Regions from separate parts of the Callithrix jacchus genome. Here region 2 is linked to region 1. The links are chromatin contacts, called in public Hi-C maps. All regions are on one chromosome and are shown on one strand. The core of a region is the stretch at or near the end of the contact, and the rest is flanking DNA. Distances in the headings are between cores, read along the strand shown.

What was found. Hi-C and Micro-C count contacts between places; a contact is called where the count stands out from the background.
Region 2: a Hi-C map of skeletal muscle shows a contact between it and region 1, with 5 times the contacts expected there. The contact joins the promoter of FBXL14 here to the enhancer-like site in region 1. A contact is called at or near these places in 2 of 3 Hi-C or Micro-C datasets (both in skeletal muscle).

What each region holds. Positions count from the first base shown.
Region 1 is chr9:13,738,306-13,744,384 of calJac240_pri, forward strand. The region is part of intron 3 of NINJ2 (ninjurin 2); the gene reads right to left. Among named protein-coding and RNA genes, the nearest start is that of NINJ2, 98 kb to the right of the region's middle. Within about 2 kb of position 3,591, at least 11 of the 16 cell types and tissues checked have an H3K27ac peak or open chromatin away from gene starts, as enhancers often do. A contact at or near this core is called in skeletal muscle, where this site is marked.
Region 2 is chr9:14,834,826-14,840,409 of calJac240_pri, forward strand. It overlaps FBXL14 (F-box and leucine rich repeat protein 14), which reads right to left and starts at 1,374. Exons shown (of 2, transcript XM_009003401.5): 1 at 1-1,374. The coding sequence starts at 590. All of the region lies in intron 1 of WNT5B (Wnt family member 5B), which reads left to right.

The DNA.
Region 1 (6,079 bases), core at 2,341-4,840:
ATCAGAGTGAAAAGGAACTGAAGTGAAGTGAGGTGAGAAAGCAAAGGAAGGGAGGACTTTGAAAGATGCTACAGCCTGGAGGTAAGGAAGATGACCCATCGGATCACCACGACGGGACAGGTACCTGCTGAGTGGGGACAGATGGATGCGTGAATAGATATGCACAGTGATGCATACTAGCTGAACGCTCTCAGTTTGTTTTTAATTCTTTGGCTGGGATTTATTGAAACATAATTTACATTTGATTTTGTTTTGAAGTATAAAATAAAGCTTCATGGATGAATGGATGGGTGGATGGATGCATGGATGGGTGGATGGATGGATGGATGGATGGAGAGATTGGGGGTGGATGGGTGGATGGATGGATGGATGGATGGAGGTGTGGATATTGGATGGGCAGGTCTCAGAGGGTCTGGAATGTTCCTTGTACTTCGTGCAACCACAGCAAGTCACTTCACTTCTCTGTATCTCAGGGATTTACACAGAGGACAGTCGATTGACATGCAGGCTAAGTGATTAGCCTGTCTATCTGAATCTTTGGTTTCTACGTGCCCTTAAGATTCCCTGAAATGAGACTGGGCGCTGTGGCTCATGCCTCTAATGCCAGCACTTTGAGAAGCCGAGGCAAGCAGATCACTTGAGGTCAGGAGTTTGAGATCAGCCTGGCCAACATGGCAAAATCCTGTCTCTACTAAAAATACAAAAAAATTAGCTGGTCATGGTGGCACACACCTGTAATCCCAGCCACTCAGGAGGCTGAGGCAGGAGAATCACTTGAACCAGGAGGTGGAGATTGCAGTGTTTTGGCCATGCATCCTCAATATATGTACATTCTTCCATTATCAATTATACATATTTTATTGGACTAATATATACAGTAAAACATGCAAAAGTAGAAACATTTGAAAGGATTACATAAACATCAATATAAGTAGGAGTTCAATTTTCTTATCCTAAAATATGGTCTTGGGCACCCGTCTTTGGAGACCCAGCTCTAATCCACATGCCTGGCTACAGAGTGGACCAACCCTCTCCTAGGCCAGCAGAAGGGGCCTCTGTTCCCCAGTCCTTCTCCTAAAGTTTGCCTTAAAAGTTCAGTCCCATGTCTCCACCCTGCTCTTCTCGCTTCCTTTCCAAGCTCCTGGCCCCTTGCTCCATTTGCCAGGAGGGTGCACATGCACAGACACAGCCAAGAGGTGCAGGGTCATGGGCGCTAACAGCGCCTGCTCTGAGATGGAATCGGCCCCGGCAGCCTGTGCCCTGCAGATTGCCCGCCTCTGACTCTGTGGACCATCACTGGAGGATTGAACTCAAAGAAGTGGCTCTTCCACTTTGACCACACTGCAGGCCATCAGCTTTCTACACTGGACAGTTCCCTGCATCTGGATTGCTCATGATCAAATTCTGAGTGTCCTCAACTTCTGGTCAGGGCAGGATTCACAGAGGGCAATCAGGAGTGTAACTTTGGCCAACAGAGCAATTTAAACGCTTTCCGTGGAAGATGCGAGTGGACAGCAGCAGGTAGCTTTCATTCACTAGATTGAATGTACGTGCCAGGTGGTTGGAGCTGTGAGGACCCCAATGCCGAATAAGGCATGGCTGCTGTCCCTCATCGGGATCCCTGGTGAGCACTGTCCCATTGGGCCACAGGCTGCTCACAACAGGTGCTGGCAAACTCCTTTTCACAGCCACCAAAATCAGGCTGGGAGCCGGGGCCCAGAGAAAGAAAGAAAAAGGCTGTGGGCACGGAAGGAATGGAGTGCTCACTACCTTTCCCTGCCTTCGCTTGTGTTTGATGTTGCTGAGACCTGGGTTTCTGCTTGTGCTGGAGGCAGCCAGTGGGGCTGGAGAAGGTAGGGACAAAGGGTGAGTGAGGACCTTCGTGGACTTAGGATACCACACAGCTTTCAGGGCCTTTGGAAATGCAGTTTAAGCAAGGCTGGCTTGTCTAGGGCCAGCTGGCCTGGTTGCTTAGGGCCAGGGATCCCAGGGCCAACACCCCGCAAAGGCCCATGGTCACTGTCAGCCCCAAGGCTGCAGCAGCCTGTGGTCATAGCCCATTTGGTGACTATTTGTTGGACTCCAGGAGCACTCATTAGGCAAGAGAGTCTCGCCTCCTACCCCCAAATTCAAAGGGCTTCTGTCCAGGCTCAGCTGTGCCCCCTGGCCTCCCTGCCCCAAGGCAGTGCCACCCCTCTTCTCCCTCCCCCATTCCTGCAAGATTTGCACTTTGTCCTTCCATCCTCAGCTTCAGTTCAACCTCTGATGAACTGGTCTAGCTTCGAGGGAAAAAGACTCCGTTCCCTGAAAATTTGTTAACAGTGGACAGAACCTTAAACCCAGACCTCCAGTGGTATGTTTTGAGCACTGACCAAATAGTGCGGGAAGAGGTGGCAGTGGGTGGAAGGGGAGAATACTTGGGGAACTTGGAGGTCTTCCCAAGCCTCAATGAAAAGTATTGCTATGTAAATTTTAACAGAGCTGCTTGGCTTTTGTTAGTAATTTAGAGCTATCGTTTCACAGACGATGTGGGACTCGCAGTGCGCTTAGGGGGTGCCCTCATCCTTTCCTCTCTAAATGTAGAGCCGATTCAGTACTGCCTTGAACTGCGGGTGCTGGGCGGGATCTCTGCAGGGCATCCCCGCAGGCGCCAGTTCTCCAGAGCGTCCACACGGTGGCGCGCAGGGTCCAGAGAAGGGCCTCGGGCACCGCAGCTGCCGCATGGCGTTTCCACCCCGAGGAACCCACGCGCAGGACGGGATTTGTGTGAAACCTGGACCCATCCGAGGCCCGGACCGGGAGCCTGGCCCACAAGTCTGTATGGGCCGACCTAAAACCCACCAAACACGTGTGTCAAGTCAGAGTTCGGGAATCAACCGAAGCTGAAATGGGGCCAGCTTGGGGTGGGGAGACGGAGAGGGGAGGGGCCTTCGGCACAACCTGCAGCCCAGGGGACCGCGGAGGGAAAGGGTCGAAGGTGCCTGGAAAGGGGCCCCCTTAGTGCGACATCTTTAAAAGCAGGGAAAGATTTCCTAATCCTTGTGGCCAGTTTAGGTGCAGCCCTGCTCAGGGGCAGGGGGATGGAGGAAATGGCCTGCGGGCTCCCTTACAGTGGGAGGACTGAATCAGACAAAGCCCTAAATCCTGCAGGGGGCCATCCTTGTCGCCCACAACCCAGGGATTGAGAGCAACCCCACAGGGGTCAGATGATGGAGGAGTGGGGAGCGCAGTAGGGTGGCCCCGGCTCCTGCTCAGATGAGCTGGCCCTTTAAGGCCAGGCCCAGGCGGGTCCAGAACAGAGACCCGGGAATGTGGGAAGGACAGGGGAGCACAGCCTCCCAGCATGAGTCATTCCCGTTTCACCGGACTCTTCGCCGCCGGCTCTCGCTTGCCTCCCTCCCCTTGTCCTGGCCCTGACCCTGGCTTCTGCGCCCTCCCTGCAGAGCTGGCCCGGGTGCGCTGGCGGCCTCCACCCGCCACAAGCGCGCAGCGCTCCGCCCGCTCCCCGCCCCTTTTGAGTTGATCCTGGAAGAGCAGGGGCCGGCAGGCTGGGACTCCCGATTCCTAGGACCAGCTCTGCCTCTGGGCTTGGCACCTTGGTGGTCACTTTCCACACCTATAATACTGGAGGGCAGAGGCCACGGACAGACAGAACGACGCTTTGCTCCTCCCCAGAAGAAAGGACAGAATCCAAGCGGTTCCCATGCTCCCAGCGTGAGATCCCTCTCTCAACGAGGCTGGCTCAGTGTCTTACTGAGGTCTCATTCTGCCCTGCCCTGCTCGCCCCTCCCCTGCCACTTACGGGCGGCAGGACACTGCCCAAGACTCATTGCTTTGGGTTCCCAGAGTCCTTGTTCAAGGGGTGGTTGCCTGGGGAAAGGCTGCCCATCAAAATCCAGCCAACCAATGACACCCGGACAGAAGGGGAATTTGGGGCGTCATGAAGCTGGGGCGGGAGGGGTGCGAGGGGGTGAGAGTAGATCCAGAGTCTGATCTGTACAGCTCTAGGCCTTTGGCCACAAGAGGACGTGGGTTTGGTGATTGGCAGGGGATGAGGCAGCGGGTAGGAGACACCACAGACCCAGCAGTCCCCCGTTTGCCCCACTCCTGGGTCTGCCCAGCAGAGTCATTTCCCTCCCTATTCGGCATCCTCCTCTCTGGTTCCAGCTCAGTCTGGCCCCTTGCCAAGTCCCAGCTCCCAACGCTGGTGCTATTCCATCCCTTGAAGTCAAGGATTGCTTCATTGTTCTGCCAGACGGCCGTTTATCCTTTAATCCTTGTTGGCCCATAGTTTTGTTTCTTTACAAAACTGGGGTTGGATAGGAAAAGAATGCCTTTTCTTAACAGAAAAGTAAACATGTTTTTACCTTGTTTATTGACATTACTGCCAGTGGGGGCCTTAAGGTACAACAGATCGTTCTGCTCTTTCTTGGACACAAGATTACAGGGCCATTCTCCCAGCGGGAGGGCTGAGGGGGGTAAGTGACTGCCCTACCAAAAAGCCAGGAGCCACAGCTCACTGTGGTTAGGCCCTGGGGCCTAGGGCAGGCCGTGTGCGTCCCATGGGAGGGTGTAGCTCTCCTTCCGGGTGACACCCTCCGGGTGACACCAACAGCACCTTGACGACAGTCCAGCTCTGCTTTCAGGAGTGAGCAAGCAGGCCCACGCATTAAGCTCCTTTGCTTATCTGCGAGATTGAAGGGACTGGAACACAGGCTTCCTTGGGTCCTTCCCAGCACAGACTGATCTAGGGATGAGGAAGTGGAGGCTCTGAGTGGAGAATCCGGACGCTGAGGCCATAGCAGAGAGGCCGCTGCAGGATACGGGTGACCCTCCCCTGTCATTCCTGCCAGCCCTGAGAAGACCCACATGGCAGCCTTCCTTTGTGGCGAGCTCACACTCAGACCACACACTGGACAGGCCCAGAAGAACAGGGGCCTGGGGCCCTTGTGTTGGCTTCAAAATGACCGCCTGCCCAGGAAAGCCAGGCCTCCCCTGAGAAGGAGACGGTCCAGACTTAGGCTTCTGGTAGCTGATTTCTCACAAAGGGAAAGGGTGGGTCTCAGCCCCGGAAGAGTGATTCGTTCAAAGGAAGGGACTTAAGCAAGCTTTTAATCCGGTGTCAGTCCTCATCAGAATCCAGTTGGGAAGGGTGCCTGGGCCTGTCCTACTGCGCGCACACATAGTGGGCTCTCAGTGCACTGGAACGATGATGGTTCCCACTTACAGAAGACACTCCTGTGCCTGGCACAGGGTTAAACACAGGACATGAGTCACCTTGTGCAGTCCTCTCAAACGGTTCTGCAAAGTAGGTGGGGGCATCATCACTGCAGTTGAGAATATGGAAGCCCAGAAAGCCTATGTAGCTTGCCCAAGATCACACAGCACAGTTTGGTCTGAATGTGTCCTAAAGTTTATGGGTTGGAAAATTAATCCCTACTGTAATAGTGTTGAGAGGTGGGAACTCTAAGAGGTGACTAGGTCATAAGGGCTTTGCCCTTATTTTTGAATGATGCCATTATCACGGCAGTGAGTCAAGTTATCTCAGGAGTGGGTTCCTGATACACAAGGTGGGCGTGGCTCCCTTCCTCTCTCTTGCGCTTGCAAGCTCTCTGGCCCGCCACCTTCTACCATGGAAGGATGCGGCACGAAGGCCCTCACCAGATGCCAGTGCAATGTTCTTGGACTTCCCAGTCTCCAGACCAGGAGCCAAATAAATTTCTATTGTTTATAAATTACCCGGTCTCTGTTATTCTGTTCCAGCAACACAAAACAGACCAAGACATACCCACCCAAAAGGCCAGTGTTTAAAATAAACACGTTAAAACAAAACTGAACGTACGACTTCATGTCACCCAGACCCTAGCTGGTCCTTCTCTGAAGTGGGATAATATCTGCCCTGTCTAGCACAAAGGGCTGGTAGAAAGATCAATGGGATAATGTGGGTGAATATGCGTTGCAAACTGTGAGGTATTAAACAAATATCGCATGAGGAGGGAAATCTCTCCCACACAGGATTATGCTTCCACCTATGGGCCTAGAGGCATTTTAGATACTGTGTTGTGACTCAGGGTTCGTC
Region 2 (5,584 bases), core at 124-2,623, 1.1 Mb after region 1:
GCGCTACGCGTCATGCCAGCCAGGTGCCCGATGCCCACATCCGAAAGGTGGCGGCAGCTGCGGAGGTTAAGGCTCTTGAGGCGCTGTAGACCCCAGGCGATAAGCAGAAGGCCGGTATTGGTAATGTTGCTGCAACCTCCCAGCTCCAGCACCTCCAGACCCTTGAGGTACTGGGCTATGCGGCCAAGGCTGCTGTCAGTGATCTGCTTGCAGAGACTCAGGTTGAGAGCACGCAGGGAGCCGATCTCCTGCACAAACGCATGGCCCAGCCCGTTGTCGGTGAGGTTGTAGCAGCCGCTGAGGTTGAGGCTCTCGATGTTGGCCATGCCCTGGATCACGTAGCTGAGGCTGCGGCGGAGGCTCAGGATCTGCACTCGGCGGATGCCCCGGGCCTGCAGGCTGGGGAACAGCGACGGGTTGGCCCGGCGCAGGTGCAGCTTGGCCTCCACCCCCCGCCACACCGACTTGTGGTAGGCGGCGTCCCGCCAGGCCGTGCACACCTGCGCCGCGCGCCCCTTGTCCCGGACGTCCAGGTAGCCGAAGATCATGGCCAGCAGCTCGGGGAACAGGCACGATATATGGGTCTCCATCTTCCTCCTCCCCCCTCCGCGGCGCTGGGGGGAGGAGGCGCGGGCCCCACCGCTCTGGCCCCCGGCAGGCGACGAGAGCGCTTCTCCCCAGCCGCTGCCGCCGCCTCGGGCCCAACGGCCGGCCCCTCCCCGCCTTCCGGCTCCGGCCGCCGCCGCCGCTCCTCCTCCTGGTCCGTCCGTCCTTCCTTCCTGCCGACTGCGCCTCCGGCCCGGCCCTCCCCCGCCCCGGGCTCAGAGCGGCGTTCACATCCCGGGCGGGGAAGGCGCCTTGCTCTCGCTCCCGGAGGCCGGCCGCCGCCGCCGCCTCGGCTCTACCCACGCCGCGCCCGGGCCGCGCCGCTCCGCCCGCGCCGCCGCGCCCACGCCCCCTGCCGCATCCTCCGCCTCCTGCCGCCGCCGCTGCTCCGCGGGCCGGCGGGCGGCGAGGGGGCCCCGGGGCCGGGCGCACGGACTCCGGGCGCCGAGGAGGCTTCCTGCTGCCTTTGTCTCTCGCCCGCTTTTCAAACCTCCCAGCCCCGGGCCGCCCGCACTCCGCCGCCCAGGCGGGGGGACCAGGAGGCCAATCCCGGCCGGCGACGCGTGTTCCTTCTCCCCCGCCGTCCGTGGCCACTTGGGAGCTGCCGGCCCCCGCACCGAGGACGCCGCGGCCGCCCGGCCGGAGCGCGGCTCGGCGCAAACGCCGGGCGAGCAGGCGGGCCGCGCGTTTGGTAGCGTCCGGGCCGGCCCCGGCTCCGCCGCCCTGCGGCGCGTCCCCTCCGCCGCTCCCGCTCCCCCGCGCCCGCGCAATGGTACGGGCCTGCGCTGCCGGAACTGTGGAGCTGTTGCCCTGGAAACCGAGTTCGGCCTGGTCCCGTGGCCCCTGGTTTTTAACCCTGTGGGCGCCGTGCGGGAGCAGCAGCTGTCAGCAGAGCGCCTCCCCACCCGGCTGCTTTTCACCCGGTGGCCCGTTATTGAGCTGTTCCTTTTCTGGGCCACGCCCCAACCCCGTCCCTTCTCTTTTTCTTTGCTGTAGACGTCTGCGCAGCCCCTTCCCACACTTTACTCTTACAATTCCTGACCCTTACTTTACACCCCTCTCGCTTGATTATCCCTGCGAGAGCCTCCTCCTATAGCAGTGCTCAGTCAGTGATCATCACCCCAACTCTCCTTTTCTTACTGTCCCTAATGCCCCTTCACACGTCTCGTTATCACACCCCCAGCTCCCCAGTAGGGACTGTTTACTACGACTCCTTTCTCTCCAGTCTTGTGTCTTAAATTGGAGAGAAACACGGCTTTACTCATCTTAGGTAAACAATGACCCCCTCCAGTCGGTGTTCTAGAAATTTCTAGAATTATCCATGACTACTTCCTTCGAGCATCTTTTGATTTTTTCCAGACACTCTGTGTGTGCTTTCCTTAGTACTTGATACATCAGAACTTCCCTCCACTTATGCAGCTGCTGCACCACCAATGCCCTCAGCCTGCTTTGCTCCTGGAGGGTAACAGCCTTCCCCAAGTCTTGTTTTAGGAGCTTTCTTCTTGTCATCAGCCTTAGACCATCAGTTGTATGGCTCAGTTGTACTGATAGTCAATATATTCGTATATGCTGAATCCTATTTACTTTTTGATAAAAACAGAATGACAATTAAACTTGGTTTAAGACACTCCAGTCGTGTCTTTTGGTTTATGAACTGTTTTATGGAAACAGGGCAATATTCCATTCTAGGATGTAGCCCCTGGGTCCTAAATGTCCATACTAAGGATAGAATTTCAGAAGTTTCATTTTAACTACTCCCAAACCAAGCATTTCCGGATCAGAGAAAATGACCCTCTGTATTTTAATTTATGGATCCATACAACTAGATACAAGACAATCTGATTTATCAGGAAGGAAAATGGTTTCACTGATTCTTCGAGGACCTGAACAAGATTTGGTAGGGGGTTCCATATTCAGTGTAGGAGAGTAACTTTTGCCCAAGCAACCAATACTAGACCAAATAATACAGATTGAGTAATAAGCATAATACACCTTTTTACCCCACCACTCTTCCCTAAATCAGGAAATGCAGAAGGAAAAATTCTCACCAGCTTGTTACCTCACCCACATTACATGCAGTGTGAAGCCCATAGATTTTTATAACCTTCCTGAAAAAATAGACTGTACTGTTAGTCATCCACATGATTCCAGATGGACGGTGGCAGTAAGTGTCACGATTCTGGGGTGTGCCTGGGCCTCACTCTTCTCCTGGGCTTATCCAGGCTTCTATTCTTCTCTGTCACTTCTGCTTAAACTTTTACCGTAAATTCTGCTTGAAAGTCACTTTTCGGTTGTTCTATGGACCTAGATGTGTTTGGGTTGATATCAAGGTCTTAATCCAAAGCACATTAGTGTAACTTAATCTTGCTTAATACAAAACAAAGCACCGCACCCATTTGGGGTGAATTTTAGACTGGGGTCCTGACCAGGCTTGGACTAAGAAGGACTTTAATGGTTTTTCTTCTCTAGAAAGGCCTTTGTTCTCAAATATGGAGAGTTACTCAGAGGTGCCTGGAAGCACTTTCTCTAGAAGTTGGCCATCTGGTTCTCATTCTGGCAACAGTTTTTCTTGAGTTGACCTCTAGATTTTATTAACACAGAGCCTTTTATTTAAGGCACTCAAGTATATATTACAAGGATTTTCAGCAACATGATTGTTTTCACCTTCAATAAATAGAAAAATATAGCATCACGAAGTATCACAGAAAGGCATTTGTGGGGAAAAGGAGCTAGGGCATAGAATGAGCCCTATGCAGAATCTGAGCACCTGGTGACTTTATGCCACTGAGAAAATGACTCCCCTTTCTGGGTTTCGGTTTCCCTGTGGAACACCAGGGTGATTTGACTAGGTAACCTTCAGGGACCTTTCCAGGAGGAACACTCTGTGAGGCCAAGAGCCTAGCCCATGGGATTATACATTGTTCCTAATGCAGGCTCCAGATATTAAGAATAATTTCACATACAATAACTTCTTGGGAATTTCAGTTTATGCTCAGACTTAGAACACAAAATATATGGAGAGTATGTATAGACAAGAGACTGATTGTCTGGCAAAGACGTATACCAATATAGGAAATCCTGGGGCTTGCTGTTCATATTTTTAAAACTGATTGAGATTTTTGTATATGATTTAACAAGTTGCAACCAGTTTTTTTTTCTGAACGAACTATAGCCTATTTAAAAGCAGAAATGATAGCCTTGTATAGGGAGTTGCTCCAAAACCTTACCAAGAATTTTTTTTAATTCTAGATTTTTCAGATGGCGGGTGCGTTTCACCTGGGTACGGTGGGAAAATTGAGAGGCCCAACCCAAAGATCAGGCTTACCTAAGGATTCCTATGTTCTCCTTCAGAAGGGGAAGGCCTGGCAGGAAAGATCAGAAGAACTCTGTAGTTTTTAACTCCTCATTCAAGAATATATACATCTCCAAAAATAGTGGCCCAGAGTCTAGTTTATGGGTTGGATCAAAGGCGTTAAAACAGGCTGGGCACAGTGGCTCACGCCTCTAATCCCAGCATTTTGGGAGGCTGATGTGGGCTGATCACTTGAGACCAGAAGTTTGAGGCCAGCCAAGCCAACATAGTGAAACCCCATGTCTACTAAAAAATATATATAAAAATATTAGCCAGGCATGGTGACACATGCAATCCCAGCTGCTTGGGAGGCTGAGGCATGAGAATCGCATGAACCTCTGCCTGGGAGGCAGAGGTTGCAGTGAGCTAGTACTGTGCCACTGCACTCCAGCCTGGGGAACAGAGCTAGAGACCTTGTCTTAAATAAATAAGCAAAAGAAAGAGTAAGAGTTGAGCCAGGCATGGTGGCTTATGCTACCCACTTTGGGAGTAATCCCAGCACTTTGGGAGACCGAGGCAGGTGGATCACAAGGTCAGGAGTTCAAGACCATCCTGGCCAACACGATGAAATTCTGTCTCTACTAAAAATACAAAAATTAGCCGGGCATGGTGGTGTGTGCCTGTAGTTCCAGCTACTCGGGGAGCTGAGGCAGGAGAATTGCTTGAACCTGGGAGGCGGAGGCTGCAGTGAGCCGAGATCACGCCACTGCACTCCAGCCTGGGTGACTGAGCAAGACTCCGTCTCAAAAAAAAGTTAAAATATTTTGTGTCTATTTTCCTTGAAGTCTCATGTATTTATGGCACAATGCCTGCTAAGTAGTAGATGCTTTTGTCAATGTTGTTGAACTGAAATGAATGAGATGAATAATATAAATAATAATCTCTTTATTAAAGACTTCATGTATATCAAAACTTCTTGGAGAGTTCTGGGCAGCCAATAGTAATCTGGGGTTTAATAATAAAATGCTACCTTTCCAACTTCAAGGTTTCCTGAGAGTAACATTCATTCTATCGCTAAGTATTTCTAAGTAGGAAAGCATCTCTCTCATGACACTTCTATTCTCATGACAGAATAGTAAAAATAAAAGAGGGTGAGGATTTGATTCACTTATTGCAAATAAAAGATTTAAGCAGAAACAACTACCAAAAAAAACCCTATTTTAAAATGGGCAAAGGATTTAAGTAGACATTTCTCCAAAGAAGATACACAAATGGCCCACAGTACATGAAAAGATGATCAACATCATTAGTCATTAGGAAAATGCAAATCGAAGCCACAATAAGACACCACCTCATATCCGTAAGGATGGCTACTGTTAATAAAACGGAAATAACAAGTGTAGGTGAGGGTGTGGAGAAAGTAGAATTCTGGGGCACTGTGGGTAAGAATGTAAAGTTGTGGGCCAGGCACAGGGGCTCACATCTGTAATTCCAGCACTTTGGGAGGCTGAAGCAGGAGGACTGCTTGAGCCCAGGAGTTCGAGATCAGCCTGGGCAACATAGCAAGACCCCATCTCTATTATAAAAAATTTTGCAGCTGCTTTGGAAAATGGTATGGACATTTCTCAAAAGATTAAAAATAGAACTTCCATATGATTCAGCAATTCTGTTTCTAGGTATGTAACC